Regions from separate parts of the Mus musculus genome. Here region 1 is linked to region 2. The links are chromatin contacts, called in public HiChIP or PLAC-seq maps. All regions are on one chromosome and are shown on one strand. Each heading gives the region's core, a stretch centred on a gene start, on an enhancer-like site or on the middle of the called end of the contact. The rest is flanking DNA. Distances are from core to core; before and after follow the strand shown. Region 1 overlaps E130307A14Rik (RIKEN cDNA E130307A14 gene). Region 2 overlaps Fyn (Fyn proto-oncogene).

What was found. HiChIP or PLAC-seq counts read pairs in DNA pulled down with a chosen protein or histone mark.
Region 1: a contact with region 2 is called in an H3K27ac HiChIP or PLAC-seq map of embryonic stem cells, with 5 read pairs. The contact joins two enhancer-like sites. A contact is called at or near these places in 4 of 484 Hi-C or Micro-C datasets (ECoMG myeloid progenitors, embryonic stem cells, myocytes and 1 more), 1 of 115 datasets of contacts at active chromatin or transcription factors (embryonic stem cells) and 2 of 9 other capture datasets (adipose tissue and pancreatic islet).

Annotation. Positions count from the first base shown.
Region 1 is chr10:39,672,023-39,677,740 of GRCm38.p6, forward strand. The region is part of intron 2 of E130307A14Rik (RIKEN cDNA E130307A14 gene); the gene reads right to left. Among named protein-coding and RNA genes, the nearest start is that of E130307A14Rik, 57 kb to the right of the region's middle. Within about 2 kb of position 2,954, at least 41 of the 459 cell types and tissues checked have an H3K27ac peak or open chromatin away from gene starts, as enhancers often do. A contact at or near this core is called in embryonic stem cells, where this site is marked.
Region 2 is chr10:39,523,862-39,530,284 of GRCm38.p6, forward strand. It overlaps Fyn (Fyn proto-oncogene), which reads left to right. Exons shown (of 14, transcript NM_001122893.1): 7 at 1,540-1,643; 8 at 2,920-3,069; 9 at 5,576-5,740. Among named protein-coding and RNA genes, the nearest start is that of Gm40627, 63 kb to the right of the region's middle. Within about 2 kb of position 1,795, at least 9 of the 459 cell types and tissues checked have an H3K27ac peak or open chromatin away from gene starts, as enhancers often do. A contact at or near this core is called in embryonic stem cells, where this site is marked.

The DNA of each region.
Region 1 (5,718 bases), core at 1,704-4,203, 150 kb after region 2:
CGCCTTTAATCCCAGCACTCGGGAGGCAGAGGCAGGCGAATTTCTGAGTTCAAGGCCAGCCTGGTCTACAGAGTGAGTTCCAGAACTGCCAGGGCTACACAGAGAAACCCTGTCTCGAAAAACCAAAAACCAAAACCAAAAAATAAATATAGGACTCTGTTCCCTGCTGCATCCCCAGTGTCTAGAATAGTGGACACAGGTTCTATTCTCAGCATTAGCTGGACAGCTGCATGAACCATGGCTTGATCACACTGTGTGAGACAGGAGATTTAACAATGGCAGGTAAATCTAACCCTGTAAAGATTAATTCTACAGAAATGTCCATTCAAGCTAATGGAAACCCATTTCAAGATCCCAGGGTCTAAAAGGAGAACTCACCTTCAAGTAACAGAATATAAAGTGGCCCAAACTGTAAGGATAAATGGAGATCTAGCACGAAGCTGGGGGTGTGGGGGCAGGTGTCGGTGACAATCTAACTAACAAGGATTAGCAGTGTTTGTGTCAAAGCTGAATGCTGCTGTGGTTCCCTTTCCCGGTGTGGACATTAGCATTCGAAATGAATGGAGCTTCACAGAGCCAGGATTTTCTCTGCCCTTATCATAAACTGGCCTGTGAGCCCCTCCGAGGACTCCCCCTAAAGCTGTGTGGGCTTTTGTGAGCTGCTGCCCTTTCATGGGCTTCCTCCTCATGTGCCTGCATTGGGACAGGGATAATGCATTTCCTGTATCATGTGGCACAGCACAAGGAAACTCTTTGTGTCCCTACAGAGGAAGAGTCCATCTGTAAGTAGTTTTTAAGAGTGTACTGAAGGGTCTTGTTAGGGTGACTTACTCTCCCAGTTAGATTTGGGTGATGGAGTGGACCACGTGACAGACATGCATAATGAGCTGCTTCAGCTGCTGCCAGTGGGAAGCAGGGACTGTGGAGTGAGAGTCTCACAGTCATTGAGAGCAGGACCAGTCAGGAGAGGTGAGCCTCCTTCTGAGTTGCCTTTTCCCACTGCCACAATGTTCCAGTGTTATGAGGCTTCTGCGTTTACTGGTTTCTCACAAAGCAACTGCCTTTCCAGTTAGTTCCTAATTCAAACTGGAAATGCATGATTTCTGTGCAGTTCCCTAAAGAGCAAGCATTAGCAAGATGGGTCGGCAATCATTCACGAAATGCATTTGGAAGGAGTCTTTCCATGTTTTGTCATGAAAACAGGAAATGCATCTTATCCCAGAATGAGAAGGCTGGATCTGGGTTTGCCTTTTCCAAACTATCTCTTTTCCTCCTCCTTGTATTTTCTTTTCTCTATTCCAATGATTCCCTTCCCTCTCCTTATACACTAGTAATTAATCTCCTAATGACTATGACAAGGCACATCACTGGTTGCACACTTTCTGTGGGTGGTACACAACAGTGACTTACAAACTTCAAACCACCGGCTCACAACTCTATTACTGAAGTGGCCCACCTTGAAGTTAACTTTGGATGCGTCTGGTGGTGCTGAGGAAATGGGCGAGGGGGCGGCTAACGCAGCCATTCTGCTCTGACCTGACCTTTGATGTGACAAGTTCATGGATCAATGATACATCTGATAGCAAATCCAAATCCACTACAGCTGCTGAGATGGCTCAGAGAGGACTGTCAGGAAAAGGACTGACTGGGTAGGAGGCAGGAACTGAGTTGGACCTTCAGGCACAGGTATGTTTTAGGTGTTGAAAGCGCAAAATACTCTATTAGAGATCAGAAAAGTGTGACATTTTGACTGACTTCAGCTTTTTTTGTGACACCCATCTTCATAGCCTCAGTTTTTCAACTAACTACACATGTCAGCTACATAAGTCATCTAAGGAAGGTTTTTAAATAGTCATCAAATGTTTGTAATTGGCAATTAATCACAGCAAAGATTACCAAGACTCCACAGCTGTGAGCTTTATGCTGGCTATAAAGATGGGGGAATTATTTGTCCAGTGTACCAATGAGTGTCGCAGATCAGTGCTGCAGAATGGGAGGAAAACAGAAAATAGGCTCTGAGAAAGGACAGCACAGGCTTCCAGTAGCTTTGGAGGCCTCCTTTGGACACTTTAAAGTATGTCACTTTCACATTGGTGGCTTTAGAGACTTTTTCTTTATGGACAGAAAGCTGTCACTCTACAAAAAGTCCCCAGTTCCTCAGCTACTTCCTTCTGACCGGCTCTGGCTGACAACTCTGGCTCTTTTCTGCAGAGGAATGGCAAAGCCTGGCTGCATCTGTTAGTTTTCACAGAGAGGAATGGCTTATTCTTACGGTCAACAGGGGCAGAGGTGAAGAGTTCAAGGCCAAGTGCTGATTTCCTGACCCTTTCTGAAAAGCGAGACACACTCTAATTTATGCCTAATTGGGACCAGCCTCAAGATACACCATAGAACCACTTACTCTCAAAAAACCATTTTAGATTTGATGCAGTTTCAATACCAGAACAGCTCTTACCTAAAGCTTATTGCCAGCAACAAATATCTCCTAATTTTATTTCATGTATCTCAATAATACTATTTCTGGGAACATATTAATCCCTTTGATTGTGAGTGGTGGAAGAAACAATATTCAACAGCGCTTATGGAAAAAAACCCTTTCTGACCATTTTCCCTATTGTGAGTTCTATAAATACTTGAGTGTGGGAACACAGACACATGGTTTGCACGTGTGCATAAAATGCATCCGTGTACCTCACTTAGTCACTGAAAAGTATTGTGCCAGAACAAATATATGTTTGCTTAAGTCTTGGCTGTGGTCCTTCAGGGAAAGGATCTAACAGGTATTATGTTTGCTGGGGGCCCAAAACCTAACCTGAGACTAAGCTACTGATTCTTCTGTGAGAGATTGTTCCCCAGTGTTTTCATTCCCACACTGCGCTTCCCTACTCCCTACAGGGGCTGAGATCACCACACTCTGCTCCAGAGGAAGAACTCTTGAGTGACTGTCTCAGGAAAATCAGCATGCAAAAGGCAACTGGCCCAGCAGCCAAGGACTCTGGCTGGCTACAATGGGGGAATGCTAAAGCCACAGCGGACTGAAAGGCATCTGTGTTCCCTGTGTTAAATGTCTATTGTTTCCATTGTAGCAGTAACGAAATCCAGCAAAGTGAATTCATGATTTTACTTTTAGGGCCTTTAATAAAGGAGGTATCTTTGTTGTTATTCCCTAAAAGATGGTTTTAAAACAAATAGCTGCTGGCGTCTGGGTGCCTCTGAAGGTGACTTGGAATGATTATGTTTGCTAAACTGGGCATCCCTGGTACTATGTGAACCAACCTTCATTATTCTTTAATGAATCTTTGCAGTTATTTATCCAAAAATTTTGCAGGTCTGACTTGTGCTCACCTTGCTGTGGAATGCTTTAAAGGATGTTTCATCCAATAACAAAGAGAAGGATAAATTATAAATAGCAAATCACACAGCAATGACTTAGATAGCGCTAGGGTAAGCGTGTAAACAATAAAATAAAATTTCCCAGCTAACCACTGCATAACTAAAGAGAGATACACCAGCATGCATATTAGTGTGCACAATTGAGGTTTTATTAACTTTGAAATTATAAAGCAAAATACTGGAAAATTTTAATCAGTTCAAGAAGTTCGATATTCATGAAAGAGAATGTAGTAATTTTATTTTAAATGTGGTCACATTTACCTGGGGGTGACTCTGGTTTTGTCCTTCCTAGCTGTGTGACCTTCAGGGTACTTACTCTCTTTAGTCTTCTGTTTTCATTAGCTAGAAAACTGGGAATATAGTCTTTGCCACCTTAAAAAGTTATGTGAGGTCCACAAAGAAAACACTCGAGGGTTGAGAGTATAGATCAGGGTAGAGCATGAAGACATACGTTCAGTTCCCAGCACTGAACAAACACACCAACAAACCAGCACTTGTACTAAGATTAGCAGAGTAGTCAGAGTGCGTGGTCAATGAAACTTGTGCTAGTGTATTTTACTGTAGTTTTCTCATCCTAGGCCTTGATGTGTCTGTGTCCATAAAGCACTCAATGATCCTGCAGGGTGTTGACCTTTACTGTCTCTCTGACCTAATTTCTGGCCATTTTCTCTTTCTATGTCAGCCCTGGCACCCTGACCTCCTACCTGGCTTCTCTGTAGAAACACAGGCATCTCCCACCGCAGGGCACATAAAGTGAGGTCCACCCCACATCTCTCATACACATCTCCTGGCACTCCAGTCTTACTTCAGAAGTACCTTGTCAATAATAATGTCCACAGACACCTCGAGCTGCTATTACTGATTCATGTTGGTGTTTGCTAGTGAACTGGACTGCTGACACTGAAGACTGGAATCATCCCAAAGAACTCTTTCTGAATTGTCCACAACCCCATTTCCTTTTAGCCTTTCTTCTCTCCTGAGTCTGGGTGGTGGGCTAGAAGGGAAGTTGAAGCGTTGAAGAATCATAATTAGCATAGATTTTGAAAAATCTAAGCCCACACGGGATGCTTCCTAGATAAATATGAATATAATTCCAGACTCCGAATATACTCAAGGGCAGAGTATAAATAGACACTGTTACCATTGTAATGCCCTCTCCCCTCTTTGAGGGTTTTGAGGAATTCTAAACAAAGGCATGTTTAGACATAGGTGTCTACTGTGCTCCACGCATTACACTAGCAACCTTATGCAGTCCACAAACTTATTCTATACAATGATCCTGCAGGGTGCTATTATTATCCCCTATTATTATCTTTAGATGAGGAACAGGAGAAACCAAAGCTCTGAGAGGATGTGTTGTACTCAAGGCCACCAGCATGGTGAAGGTAGAGTAAGGCACAGGGTATTTATCAAGGTGTGGTAGTTGGAATATATGTGGCCCACGGCAAGTGGCACTATTAGGAGGTGTGGCCTTGTTGGAGGAAGTGTGTCACTGTGGGAGCGGGCTTTGAGAGCCTCCTCCTGGCTGCCTGAGGAAGACAGTCTCCTTCTGGGTATCTTCAGATCAAGATGTAGAACTCTCAGCTCTTTCTTCAGCACCATGTCTGCATGGATGCTGCCATTCTTCCCACCATGATTATAATGGACTGGACCTTTGAACCTGTAAGCCAGCCCCAATTAAATGCTGTCCTTAATAAGAGTTGCTTTGGCCATGGTGTCTCTTCACAGCAATGAAAACCCTAACTAAGACACGAATGACAATTTTTCTCTTTTCTCTTAGTCCCTGGGAGCAGTTTCCCAAGCATTTAAACAATTTGTGTGCCTTGAGCAGACAACTTCTGGATTATAGAGTTAGTATTTGCAATGTATTTCTGGAACCACCAACCTGGCTTACAGGTACTGGAATCTCAGCAGCCTTTCTGCCTGAAATACTAAGAGGATGTGACATCAGATATGGGCTAACATCTGTGCCTTGACTACTGTAGCCCTGCCACAGCAAGTGGATAGGACTGTTCCCTCCCTAGTGAACACAGGTCTTTGTATTTTCCTTCTTTTTCATTGCTGGGTATCAAGCCCTGGGTTTTGCACCAGCTAGGCAAGCACTCTATCTTTGGACTACACCCCCAGCCTTTGTTTCTTTTTTGAGACAAGGTCTTGTGACTGTACATGTCAGGTTGGCCTTGAACTTGCTATGTAGCCCAGGCTGGTGTGGATATCAACACCCACTCCTTCCTCTATCTCCCAAGTGTGCACTACCATGTCTAGTTTCTTTTATCATTGGTTATTTATTCATTTTGTGATTTGATTTTATGTAACTTCTTTGAT
Region 2 (6,423 bases), core at 545-3,044:
ATTTTTAGGACAGATTGGTAAATATCTCCTGTGTCTTTTCGGAATTTAAAACTTAACTACAAAGTAACATTCCTTTGATTTAACTGAGAATCCACTTGGGGGTGCATATTTAAGTCATATTTATAATGATAAGGTTTTTTTTTAATATTTTGGGCTTTTTAGAGTATAAGTTAGCTTTTTAAAATACAGCCTGTGGTTTTTACACGTGCAATTAATCGGTATTTTGCACAAGCAGCGTGTGGTTAAGTGTAACCTCTTGTTCTGCAGGCCTTCCTCTCACCAGTTTTACACAGCATTTTAATTGAGTTACTGATACAAACCAAAAAAAGACATTTCTCACATAGCTGGTGTCGTATCCTTTACAGCAGCTATTGCTACGCTGGGATTGTGGAGAGTTTGGGTACTTCTCAAGTCACTGAAGGTGACGCTCCTTCGGTGAAATTCTTTGACTCACAGAAGGATCTGATGGTGAACTTCCTAGCTACATTCAGGCATGGTGAATTGAAGCTTCATTTTTAAAACCATTTGCTTTCATAGATGAATACTGTGATGGTTTGGTCCTGAAAGCTGCTCCTACTCACAGATTCTGGTGGAATGTTCCAGAACTCTCCCTTGGGCTCTTGGCATACTTATCCTCTCATATACAATCCAGTGCTGAAATGTGAACGGATTGCCGGGCGTTGGTTAGGACTCAGCAGCTCAAGTGGAGAGACAAAAGACGCATTCCGGTCCTGAGGAGGCCTGTGAGGCTTCCTGCCACGGCACAAGTGTGCTGTCAGTGCTGTTGCAAGGGAATGTTAAAATGTCTGCACCACCGACTCATTTTTATGGACATGCCCATTAACCGTGCACAGCTTTCTCTCAGATGTGCAGTAAGCAATCCCTGCAGCTGTGTCAGAGAAGCGCAACTGCAGGGCACAGGCCAGGTACTTGGTAAACGCTCCTCACGAATGCTGGACAGGGAGAGAAAATCAAACCAGGCTTCCAAGAACAGCAGCCATCTCAGATCAGGGGTAGAGCTGAGTTCCCGTCTTCAGAATTCCTGTAGGTAGAGACTAAGTAGAAGTGTTATCTGTCTTCCTTCTTTATCCATCCTGAGTGGGCTCCTTTAAAAAAAAAATCATGCTTGATTGATGATCCTTATACTAGAGCTGAGTCTTGGTATTTCCCAGGAGTTGTAATTATGCTCAGAAATCAAGGGTCGTACAGCTGAGCTATGGAATCGTCCCCTGCAGTTGGCATTTCAAACAAGGTGGTGGGTTTCTCTCTGTGCGTGCAGGTGGCATTTCACACACACATCCCTGTCGTCCTGGAGGGAAGGAACACAATCCATGATTCAAGATTTTTTTTTTTTTAAGAATGGAAGAGATGCAGAGTGGATAGAATCAGGAAAGATTGAAAAAGGACTGAATGAAGCTAGAAAAAACTAGTTTGGGGCAGTGGAAGCAACATTAGAGGCGAAGGAATTTGTGGAGGAAAAGCTAGCTACATTGCTCAGTCACAAGTGTATTTATTTTCTTGCCTGTGTCTCCCTTGAAGGTGGTACTTTGGAAAACTTGGCCGCAAAGATGCTGAGAGACAGCTCCTGTCCTTTGGAAACCCAAGAGGTACCTTTCTTATCCGCGAGAGCGAAACCACCAAAGGTAAGCTAAGGAGAGGGCAAAACTGATGTGCTGTTCAGATCTGAAGGTCTTTGGGATCGGAAGGCGTGGCTCTTGCCTGGTCCGGGGCCTTCTAGCCTGAGCCTCCTGCTGCTCTCCAGCTCCCCTGAAGACGCTGGAACTGCATTTAGCTCCCAGAGATGATCGGGCTCAGAGGGAGGCGCCTCCAGAAACAGAGGCCAGGCTTCCGCCTCAGCTCAGACTCCGTCCTGTTCTCCTGTTCGAGTGAAGGGCGGGAACTTGGTTTTTCTTACCTTTTTGATTTGGGGTGTGTGTGTGTGTGTGTGTGTGTGTGTGTGTATTTTCAAGACAGTGTTTCTCTGTGTAGCCCTAACTGTCTTAGAACTCACACTGTAGACCAGGCTGGCCTTGAACTCAGAGATCCACCTGCCTCTGCCTCCCAAGTGCTAAAATCAAAGGTCTGCCTGCCCTACCACCACCCAGTTTAAATTTGTTTTTCTTTCCTTCCACTCTGTTTTGTTAGTGGAGGACTCCTTCCTCTTCCCTCTGTTTAATAACTCACTTCAGCAGGCAGAGGGGCAGAGAACCATGCTGCCACACACTGGTGACCTGTCCCTGTGCAGATTGCCAAGCAGAGCTTTGGAGCTTCCTGCTAGGGGATAGACTTCCATTTCTTTTGTTCCCACCCTCTGTTCCTCCCGCACCCCTGCCTCCCATCAACCACCTCTGTCCCCACCCCTGCCTCTCCACCAACCACCTCTGTCCCTACCCCTGCCTCTCCACCAACCACCTCTGCCCCCACCATCCCTGCCTCACACACACACACACACACACCCACAGCCCCACCACACACACACACACACATATGCCATCCCTGTCTCCCAGCCCCTCACTATCCCTGCCTCTCAGCTAGGCCACAGGAAATGAAAGCAGGAGGCAAGCTCACCTGGAGTCTGCTCTTCATCTATCCCAGTGGGATTTGGTCTGTGCAATATTAGACAACACAAGAAACTGAAAGGAAACTTTGAGAAAAACCAGAAGTTTTTAGTTCCAAGAGCAAAGTCAACTGTATTGCTAACATCTCTGAACACTGGCAGGATAGCAAAAGTTGTCTTTGTCCTGTTACAGAGTGGAGATATATCTGTCTCTTTCGTATGTGTGTGTGTGTGTGTGTGTGTGTGTGCGCGTGCGCATATGGTTTGTAATAATTATTAATCAGAATAGTCACATAAATGAGGCCTGCAGAGCAGACTGGGGCTCCGATGATTGGTGTGGCTAATGCTTGCACGTTTACCAGGTGCCTACTCACTTTCCATCCGTGATTGGGATGATATGAAAGGGGACCACGTCAAACATTATAAAATCCGCAAGCTTGACAATGGTGGATACTATATCACAACGCGGGCCCAGTTTGAAACACTTCAGCAACTGGTACAGCATTACTCAGGTAACCCCAGTGCCGTCACCGTCACCGTCACCGTCACCGGTTAGAAACTGGAGGCTGTGAGGGAGGAGGAGGAGATACGGGACAGAGTCACTAGGTAGAGCTGTCCTCTGCCCGCCCACCCCCACAGTCAGACAGACAGATGGAGTCCGGGGTTCTGTTGCTCTTCTGCCCCAGATAGGATTTTCCTCCTGTGTTTTCCAGAAGTTCCCCCCAGTAGAAGGCAGTAGTTTAAATCTTGAAAGCTGTATTTGTATATTAATTTTCATAATAAAAATCCTTGCACGTTCTTTACCTTTGCCTTCATTGCCATGCAGAACTGTGAGAGGAAAGGAGGAAAGGAGCTGTCCCTAGGCAGGCTCAGACGGCCCCCAGGGAGCCTCACTTGATCCTTCACCGCAGCAGAGGGAAGCACATTCTTGCACTCTGTAGAAGAAAATCTGTGCTGCTGCAGGGTTCCCTCCGCCCCGCCCCCACTCCCCCCCCCCCCCCAGCTTGCCTGCTGAGGCCACAGCTCCCTTACCTCCATCTCCTGGACTTTCTTGGTTTTTTGTTTGTTTGTTTGTTTGTTTTTGTTTTTTCAATTTTTAAAGACTGGGTCTCGCTATAGCCCTGGTGGCCTCCAACTCAGAAATCCCCCTGCCTCTGCCTCCTACTGCTGAGACTGAAGGTGTGCGCCACCATACCCGGCTACTGTGATGACTTTAAACAAAGATTAGACTTTGTCTTTACGTCCCATAATCCTGTTCTTCTGCTGTTCTTGGCCATTCAGTTATTGGGTGTATGTGCGTTCATGTGCGTCTTATGTAAATATGTAGCTCTATGCGCAGTGTTTAGTGTGTGCCGCTTGCCCTCCTTGGTTAACAAGTGTGTCCTGCTAAACAATGCATGTGTACATGACCCCTCCTTTTTTCCAAGGTAAGGTCTCACTTGTAGCCCTAGGGAGCCCAGTATCCACTTTGTAGCCCAGGGTGGACTTTCAGAGTTTGAGCAATCCTCTAGTGTCAGCATCCCAAATGCTGGGATTACGGACGGAGCCACCACACCCTTTTTACCACCATTGAAAAATACCTGTGCTGTTTCTGCCACACCAAAGAGACTTGTAGCCTTTTAAAAATAACAATACGAAATGCCTATGTACTGATTCTGGCCACTGATGAGCAGTTAAGAAATTAACAGTGGCTGAGCCAGTGATTTGGGCATTAGCTCTCTCACTCTATGTGGATTCTAATGAAATACTGAGAGAAATGGAGCAGAAAACCTCCTTGCACTTCAGTGATATACACAAAACGCCTGTATGTTATAAGGATTTTTTTCAAATGCTGAAATATATTTCATTACAGGCAAACATCCGCAGGGTCCCCAGGGTTTGGATCATTTGAAAATAGTGTGCTGGAAAGGGCACCTTAATAACATCATAAAGCTGAAGGAGGGAGCCGATGTGAAGCACCCTAGACGAGTTTTAATCTCAGGGAAAAAAATCCATCTTGAGTTAGATTTGTTTTTATATTGGCTTTTCCTCTTTCCTCTTCTCTCTTGCACATAGAATGCCTTTGAAATACCGACACATAAATAATTTCCTGCCTAAACATCTCAGAAACAGATTTAAAAAAAAAAAAAAAGGAATGAAAAGTAAGTTAAGAATTCCCAGAAAAGAGACAGCCACAGTTTGTGCTTAGAATCCAAGAGGCTTCCAGGGACGTAGGGGGCTTTGGCCCCCTCGGTTCAGGGTCTCTCTGGCCCCCATCTTTCCCTGCCTGCTTACTCTCTGTTGGCGTTTAGTCAGTCTCCCCATACCTTTGCTAGATTCTCAAAGGAATATTCTTTTCAAAAAGAAGGGGTGGGGGAAGACCAAGTTCCCAGTAACCTGAATGGAAGCTACTGTTTCCCTGCTTTTCATGTCACTGAGTTTCTGTGAATGTTGTTAATTTCCATTACTTCTTTAAATCCAGACTCCTAAATTATGCATAGAAAGCTGTTTAAAAGGTCGTGTTTTTGTTTTTGTTTGCTTTTAGTGGAAAATTGCAAAAAAGCAATGTGAGCACACAGGAGCAGTAGAGTCAGAAGGACTGCAGAGAATGTGACATCCTCTCCCGCTGCAGGTGTCCTCCTGAGACCGGCTAGCTCTAACAGACCAGAGGTCTGTGGGAGGCTCCTATGCCAAAGTCACATTTTAAACAGACATTTACCAGGGAGAGTCCCTCAGTCCCTAGATACCGGAAGGGACAGGGACAGTTTTTATTTTTATATGTACTTTTTGAAAGTAGCAAGGGCATTTTGAATTTGAGGCAGTGAATACGAGTTCATTAGACTAAAGTACACAGAAGCCAAAGCAGGCCGTGCCTGTGAGCAGCGAGCATGCCCGATGGTACAGCGGTGTCCATATCTGACACATCCTCATCTGCCTCCAGCAAATGTTTGCTCATGTGCGTCGAATCTCCTGTGGCCTGTGCGTGTTGTCGTTACATATTCTGCTCTTCTCTCCCTCACCGCTGCCCTGCTCCTCCAGAGAGAGCCGCAGGTCTCTGCTGCCGCCTAGTAGTTCCCTGTCACAAAGGGATGCCAAGGCTTACCGATCTGTCTGTCAAAACCAAAGATGTCTGGGAAATCCCTCGAGAATCCCTGCAGTTGATCAAGAGACTGGGAAATGGGCAGTTTGGGGAAGTATGGATGGGTATGCTGAGATTCAATTACTCTCTTATTAGCTTCCTCGTTTGGAAAATCCCAAACATCAAGATGGAAGGTGGAAATAAAGATATTTTATGATCAGGACAAACAGACAGTTTGAATTATTCAACTTTTATTTGGAAAAATTTGGAATCTCTCAAAGAGAGCTAGAAACAGGCAAGAACTACAGCTGTCTCCAGTTGTGCTACAGTGTTCCAACCTGGCTCAATGTTGCCGTCAGGGAAGTCACCTTCCATCTTTCCTAGTGCATGCATGATTATGGATTATAAGGACTGTTTTCTTTATTAATTCCCTTTCCTGTAGAGAAAGCTGATGGTTTGTGTTTTAACTTAACTGTGGTTTCATCAAGTTGTACCCCACAAACTTCTGGATTGGCTAAAGATGCTTGGGAAGTTGCACGTGACTCGTTGTTTCTGGAGAAGAAGCTGGGGCAGGGGTGTTTCGCTGAAGTGTGGCTTGGTAAGGCAGAGGGCACATTCTGTTTTGGCTGCATCTCAAAGCCAATGAAAAGGACAGTTTTGAACAGAAATGTGTATGTGGCCGTTGGGACAAAGACCCTTAACCTTTGTGACTAGATGGGCTCAAGCCACCCAGGTTTGCAGAAGTCAGTGGCACCTCGCTGTGTTCACCTGTCCTATTTCATGTGGCTCATTAAACACCTGCAGGACA